Regions from separate parts of the Mus musculus genome. Here region 1 is linked to region 2. Evidence: chromatin contacts called from public promoter capture Hi-C data. All regions are on one chromosome and are shown on one strand. Each heading gives the region's core, a stretch centred on a gene start, on an enhancer-like site or on the middle of the called end of the contact. The rest is flanking DNA. Distances are from core to core; before and after follow the strand shown. Region 1 holds the start of Pmm1 (phosphomannomutase 1). Region 2 holds the start of Tomm22 (translocase of outer mitochondrial membrane 22).

Evidence for each region. Promoter capture Hi-C pulls out the DNA fragments that hold promoters and counts their contacts.
Region 1: a promoter capture Hi-C map of hippocampal neurons shows a contact between it and region 2, with 5 times the contacts expected there. The contact joins the promoter of Pmm1 here to the promoter of Tomm22 in region 2. A contact is called at or near these places in 1 of 39 promoter capture datasets (hippocampal neurons) and 1 of 115 datasets of contacts at active chromatin or transcription factors (embryonic forebrain).

What each region holds. Positions count from the first base shown.
Region 1 is chr15:81,958,742-81,962,278 of GRCm38.p6, reverse strand. It overlaps Pmm1 (phosphomannomutase 1), which reads left to right and starts at 1,349. Exons shown (of 8, transcript NM_013872.4): 1 at 1,349-1,564. The coding sequence starts at 1,478.
Region 2 is chr15:79,669,400-79,673,048 of GRCm38.p6, reverse strand. It overlaps Tomm22 (translocase of outer mitochondrial membrane 22), which reads right to left and starts at 2,181. Exons shown (of 4, transcript NM_172609.3): 1 at 2,041-2,181; 2 at 1,758-1,876; 3 at 1,035-1,152; 4 at 187-832. The coding sequence starts at 2,157. The coding sequence ends at 758.

The DNA of each region.
Region 1 (3,537 bases), core at 100-2,599, 2.3 Mb before region 2:
TGAGTTCAAATCCCAGCAACCACATGGTGGCTCACAACCATCTGATGACCATTTCTGGTATGTCTGAAGACAGCTACAGTGTACTCATATAAGTAAATAAACCTTTTTTAAAAAAGGTACTTCTGAACATCTCTGAACACCATGATTCTCTCTCACTTGCTTATTCTGTCTGTCTGTCTGTCTTTATTTCTCTCTCCCTCTCATGTTCCCACTCCATTTCCCCAATAAACCTTGCCCTAGATCTGTTCCTGGCATGATGTCTTTTTTTTTTTTTTTTTGGTTTTGGTTTTTTAGAGACAGGGTTTCTCTGTGTAGTCCTGGCTGTCCTGGAACTCACTTTGTAGACCAGGCTGGCCTCGAAATCAGAAATCCGCCTGCCTCTGCCTCCTGAGTGCTGATATTAAAGGCGTGCTCCACTTATTACTCTTACTGAGGACCTGAGTTCAATTCTCAGCACCCATACTGGGCAGCTTACAACTGCTTGTACCTCCAGAACTAGGAATCTGAAGCTTTCTTCTGGCCTCCTGCAGAGGATCAGGGATTTGACACCCAGCACCTACAAGGAAGCTCACAACTGTGGGTAATTCCAGGTCCAGAGGATCTGACACTCACTTCCATCCTGACTTAGGTGGGCTCCTGCATGTACTTAGTGCACATCACCCCAGGCACACACGACAAAATAACACAACAAAAAAGACTCGCATAAAAGCTTACAAGTTAGAGATTTATGGCATATTGGCCCTTAGTAGGTTACTTTTGATTGGAAAAAAAAAAAAAGCAACAAACATTTCTCACAGTAGGTAAAAGCCATCATGGGATATTTTTCTCTTTTCTTCCTTCTCTCTCTCCCCCTCCCTTTTTTTGTTGTTTGTTTTGTTTTAAAAAATAGGGTCTTATCCAAGGCTGTCAAGGCTACAAAGGGAAACTCTTGTTTTGAAAAAACAAAACAAAACAGAGTATGTAGCCCTGGCTGGCCCGGAACTTGTTTTGTAGATAAGGGCCTCTGCCTCAGAAGGGCTGGATCACAGGTGAGCCAGCACGCCGGGTTCTCCCTGAGACTTCAAGCTCAAGATGACAAGGCAATACCTTCGTCCTACTAACCTTGGGAATCACAAGCAGAAGGCTCTGAGTCCCGCCCTTGCCCCCCAACCCCCCCCCCCCCCCACCGTAGGGAGCGCCCTGAGATCAACCTCAACCCGCTGGCCCGACACTGTCTTCCGGTTCAACCCCTTTTCCCGCCGGTTCCTATCTCCGTCGGGTACGAGGACTCTGACCCCGCCTACTGCCACGCCCCTCAATCCTAGGTGCCTGTACTCTTCTTTCGGCGCCGCAGGCCCCGCCCCCTCGCGGGAGGGCCGATGGCCACTGCTCCTCCCCGTGCTGCGCAGCTGGCCCCGCCCCGGCCCCGCCCGGCCTCTGTCGCACGCGACCCTGGCGGTGGCTGCAGCGACAGCGCTTGGCGCGCGGAGCTACAGCCATGGCAGTCGCCGTCGAGGGCGCCCGCAGGAAAGAGCGCATCCTCTGCCTGTTTGACGTGGACGGGACCCTCACGCCAGCTCGCCAGGTAAGGGCCTCGAGGTTCCAAAGCTCCCGCCCAGAGTCACGCCGGCATCCGTGACCCAGCGTGAAGCCGTCACTGCCATGTCAACGCAGACACCTGCGCGACCCTGTCGGAAACGTGGAGTGCAGTGGTACCGGCTCCTGTCACCGAGGAGATGGGACCCAGGCCCTCTCGGCCTTCCAGGCCTCAGCGCTCCCCGCGCGGGTTGGCATCCACGTTCCTGCCGGGAGCGCAGATGCTGTATCCAGCCTCCGGGAGGAGCGTCTATGGGCGATAGGGCGGGTATCCCCAGTTCCAGGCTTGCACAGGCCCAGGCTGGGCTCTGGGGTGGTCTTACCCCATTTTAGCCCTAGGATGCACAACTAGTCCGTCCTCAAGCTAGCGTGAGAACGCGGCGTTCCAGGCAGAGCTCCGTGCGCTTCTAAGCCCACGGTCGCCCTCTACTGAGGGCAAGGAAGATCTCTGAGTCTTTGCACTCTGGCGTCCATAGGCCTAAAACTGGGTTTAGCTCCTTAAGCCTCTTAGGATGTTTGTTTACCTTCCACCTGGAGTTGGAGGGAAAGAGAGCTGCTTTTCTGATGAGTTTTGGTTTTTGTTATTGGTATCCTTTTGGTTCCACCCATGTGAAGGTGAAAGGCCCCAGGGCTAGTCTGTTTACAATAGAAGCACTGTAAAAAATGGGAGTGCATTCTCCTGTCTGCACTTTATAGTTCACCCTCCAGTCTTTAGCCATACCTAGTTTTTCTCCCTTCGAGTCATCCTGGGTCGTTCTCACCCATCCTTCTACCTTTGGGATCACCGGGATGATCAGAGCAGAAATGGGGGTGGGGGGCCGAGCTACTGGGCAGAAGCCCGTGTGAACCTAAGTCTTAGCTTCCTGGTAGGCCTTCCACTCTCCAGAAGGAATCGGGCATCTTTCTTTCCATCCAGCAGAGGTGGATCAGGAAGATGCAGGATTGGAAAGGAGGTGGTCTAGCCTAGGCATGCCTGATCCTTGTGCTGCACTGACTTGGCAAGGCCTGAACAAGAACCGCCTGTCAATTTGTCTACTACTAGACAGACTTAATGCTTACTAGAAAAGCTTAATGCTTTTTTTTTTCTTCTTCTTTTTTCTTGTTTTGGTTTTTTTGAGACAGGGTTTCTCTGTATAGCCCTGGCTGCCCTGGAACTCACTCTGTAGACCAGGCTGGCCTCGAACTCAGAAATCTGCCTGCCTCTGCCTCCCAAGTGCTGGGATTAAAAGCATCCGCCACCACTGCCCTGCAGTTTAATGCTTTCCAAAGCTAATTTTTAATTATACATGTAAGTAATGAAAACTTTAAAGGCTAAAGACCACTTCGAACCTCGCCAGTATCCCAGGCCCAGCCCCCATCCTCGAGGTAGTATACTGGAGCCCCTTTATCTCAATTGCTTTGCCCACAGCACATACTAGACATGATTTTGTGAGGCTCTGTTTCTGACTTGGCATTATCCTGCTTATGGTATCCTGCAAGTTCCTTTAGACCATAAACAGCATGCTTTAAGACCTTGCCCCGTTGGAAGCACAGATCTGGCTTTATCTGTGCCCTGGTCTGGTAATGTTTCCAAGGAAGTATGTGTCACTGTCTGGCAGATAAGCATAAGAGTTGCTTGCAGCCAGTATTTCACTATTACAAACCATACCCCAAGGAGCAGAGAAGCTGAAATGCTAGTGGACAGGGGATGGACATGAGAGGTGTCAGTAGATGTTGCCAAATACTTTCAAAACAGTTGCACCAACTTATGTTTTTGTGGGGGCCAGAGTTCCCGTTTCTTCTCTCCCCTTGTCGCTAGCTAGCTAGAGTCTCTGATATCTGAATATATGGAAGTTTGAATTCCGATTCACTTGTTCAAATTTCCTTGGTGGAGAATCCTTTTATACTTTGGGCACGTTATTTCATTTAATGGCTACTGTGGTCCCCTTAAAGTGGCTCCTGGTGTGGCAGACATGTTGTAAA
Region 2 (3,649 bases), core at 932-3,431:
CAAACAAAAAACATACCACACACACAAGGAAAAGAAGAGAAAGCTTTTTGAGGTCAGACTGGTCTATGAAATGAGGTTGAAACAGATGCTGGCTGAAGCCAGAGGAAATTTGGCAGGCAGTGTTCCTGGCTTTCTAAAACAACCTAGGTGTGAAATACTACCACAAACACAGCAATAACACTTTCAGTTCGAGTTCTTTTAATATTTAAATACAAAAAGTGAGCGCTGACTTCTTTTTTATACATAAGCAGGTCTAAGAGCCAAACTCTGCAGAGGAAATGAGTGCCTGCTCTGCCCAGTCCCCCTCTGGCTAAAGCTACAGCCAGCCTCCCTTCTCTCTGGGATTCCTGGTGACTTCTGTACTCAGGTATAATGAATTTTGTCAGTGCCACGGTGCTTACATGTCCTAGACATTTCCATTAAAAAAAAGTCCTTATGGTCAGGGGTACTTACTTCTTTCCCACAATGGGCATGTAAGAACTTCCTTAGGAGCAGTTTATTAGAGAGTAGGCTAACCTTCCACATGGCTGTACTCCAGCATTGGAGTGAGAACAGGAAGAAGTAAGTGAGGGACTTCATTATGTAGGGCACAGGTGTACCTGGGGTCTCTCCATGAGAAACAGAGAAAGTTCCCACTATGTTCAAATAGATCCATGTGCCAAGGTTAAAAAAAAGAATAAAAAGTTCCAACAATCAGCAGTTCAAACACAAATGAATTTCAAAGTTCTCCCACAAGGACAAATACCGAAGGAAGAATCTACATCTTTCCAGGAAGTGGAGGTAGAGCCCCTGGCATTCCTCCTGACAGCCCTGTGTTAGGCCCTAAAAGTATCTGGAAAAGAAAAAAAAAAAAAAAAAGACTGTTAAGATACTGCATAGTTCCAGTCGTCGGTCCCTTCTGTCACACATGAGGGGCAGGCAAATTCTACACTGCCAAGTACCTGAAAGTACAGGGACCTGCTCCCACTTGGGGTTAAGTGCCAATCTCCTGGGGCTCTGCGGTTGGCCCACCGCCAAGAAGAACATGTGCTCACCTGCCGTTGCTGCAGTTGCTGCTGTTGCTCCATCTGCAACTTTTCTGTCTCAAAGACAACGGGAAGAACCAGGATCATGAAGGAAGTGGTCCCAATCCACAAAGCTGCCCTGGAAAATCTGCAGAGGGAAAGAGTGGATGAGGCGTCATGAAAAGGAAAGCCGGCACTCCGGCTAGGACCGAACCTGGAACAGGACGTGCAGTACCGCCCTCGATCTTCTAAAAGCGTACCCTACCAATTCCTTGCCCCCAGAGTCCTGGCAGAGGCAAGAGGAGCAGTAATTACCTAGCGATACAGTGCATTCTTATAAGCCTCGTATATACGTAACCTTAGTCTCATAACGACCCCGCCAGGTTAAGAACTCCCTTCTGGGGCTGGTGAGATGGCTCAGTGGGTTAGAGCACCCGACTGCTCTTCCGAAGGTGCAGAGTTCAAATCCCAGCAACCACATGGTGGCTCACAACCATCCGTAACAAGATCTGACCCCCTCTTCTGGAGTGTCTGAAGACAGCTACAATGTACTTACATATAATAAATAAATAAATAAATCTTTAAAAAAAAAAAAAGAACTCCCTTCTGCAGAAGACCAACCACACTCGGGGTATGACAATGAATCCAAGGTCACTCAAACTCTGCTCTGCGACTCCCGAGGCCCGCTGTCCTTTGACAGCACCCGTCACCCGTCCATGCCCGCTCCCGGTGGCTCTCCGTCGGCCCTTTTACCTGTACATCTTCTGAGCCACGAAGAGCGAGAGGTCAAAGGTGGCTCCGGCGGCTGACCGGACCCTCTCGGGAAACATCTCCGTCAGACCCCAGAGTCTCTCCGACAGGGTCTCGTCTAGCTGTGGTGGAGGAGGCGTGGGTCGTCGGTGAAGCGGCAGCAGCACCGCAACCGCCGAGCCCCGGGCCTGGCCCTTCCGTGCCGCGCGGAGAAGCCGCCCTCTCGGCTCGCGGCGTCCACGCCCCAACCGCCCGCCCTCGCCCCGCTCCCCGCCAGCCCTAGCACCTCGTCGTCGTCGTCTTCTTCCAGCTCCTCCTCGGCTTTCTCTGCCTCGGCTTTCGGGAGTAATTCCTCGGGGGACAGAGGCTCCCCAGCGCCGGCTGCAGCGACGGCGGCGGCCATGGCTGTAGGACACCGGAAGCGGAAGAGAGCAGGCGAAGCGGCCCACCCCTGGACAGAGCGTCTTCCGGAAGCGAGCCGGGCTGGCTAGAGAGAAAGCGTTGGCGTCTCCTCCAGCTCGCCCCCTTGGTGTCGCCAGCCTCTTAATTTCAACTGACTGTAAGAGTATGTTCAGGGAGAGATGCGGGTGCTTCTCAGCTATTCTGTGCCGTTGGGTCTGGGCTTGGCTCCGAAACTGCATATTTTAGAGAGATCTGGTTTTTGTTTATTTAATTTTTTTTTTTTTTTTTTTTTGGTTTTTCGAGACAGGGTTTCTCTGTGTAGCCCTGGCTGTCCTGGAACTCACTCTGTAGACCAGGCTGGCCTTGAACTCAGAAATCCGACTGCCTCTGCCTCCCGAGTGCTGGGATTAAAGGCCTGCGCCACCACGCCCGGCTTAATTTTTGAGACCAGGTTTCTCTGTATAGCCCTGGGCTGTCCTGGAACTCTCTGTAGACTCAGAGATCCACTTGCTACTGCCTCCCGAGTACGGGGATTAAAGGCGTGCACCACCACAAGTGAGCAATATGTGTACTTATGGAGGTCAGAGGACACTTGCAGTTGATCCTCTCTGTAACAGGGCCCCAGACCTTAGCACAACTGACTCCGTGTTTTTTGTTGTGTGTGTGTATGTGCGAGTGTGTGCTTAAAAGCTCACTCTGAGAAAGGCTTGCTAGGCTATACTGAGATCCTAAACACTGGCTAATAAAGATTTTCTATGGCTTAAAGCCCATGTCTACTCGGTCTTCTCTGGTGAATATTCACAACACTTTTCTTCCACCACGTGGGGCCTGGGGATCAAATTCACACTCAGCAGCAAGCATTTTTTTGGGTTTTTTTTTCAAGACAGGGTTTCTCTGTGTAGCCCTGGCTGTCCTTTGTAGACCAGACTGGCCTCAAACTCAGAAATCTGCCTGCCGCTGCCTCCCGAGTGCTAGGATTAAAGGCGTGGGCCACCACACCCTGCAGCAGCAAGCATCTTTAAACCACTTATTCATTTCATTCCCCCCCACCCCTGGGCCCACACACACATTAAAAGCACGGTTTCATGTAGCCCAGGCTAGCCTTGAACTCATTTTGTGGATGACCTTGAGTTTCTGATCCTCCTGCCTCCACCTCGAACTAAGGCCACAGGTGTGTCACCACACAGGAATCAAAACCAGGCCTTTATTCTACCAACTGAGCCACAAACATGATCTATTATTATTACTTTTTTTTTTTTTAAGTTCCAGGCTTGGCTGTCCTGGAACTCTCTATGAAAACATTCAACGCACAGAAATTCACCTGCCTCTCCCTCCAAAGTGCTGGGATTAAACTCATGCAACATCGTGCTCGGCTTATACGTAAGTTTAAGAGAGTCTGCTTAACAGTAAAAGGGTTTTCAACTATTGCAAAATTGCCAAGAGAGCAAACAGTGGAGCGGTACAATGTCACCCTCAGACCACTGGGGGGTGGA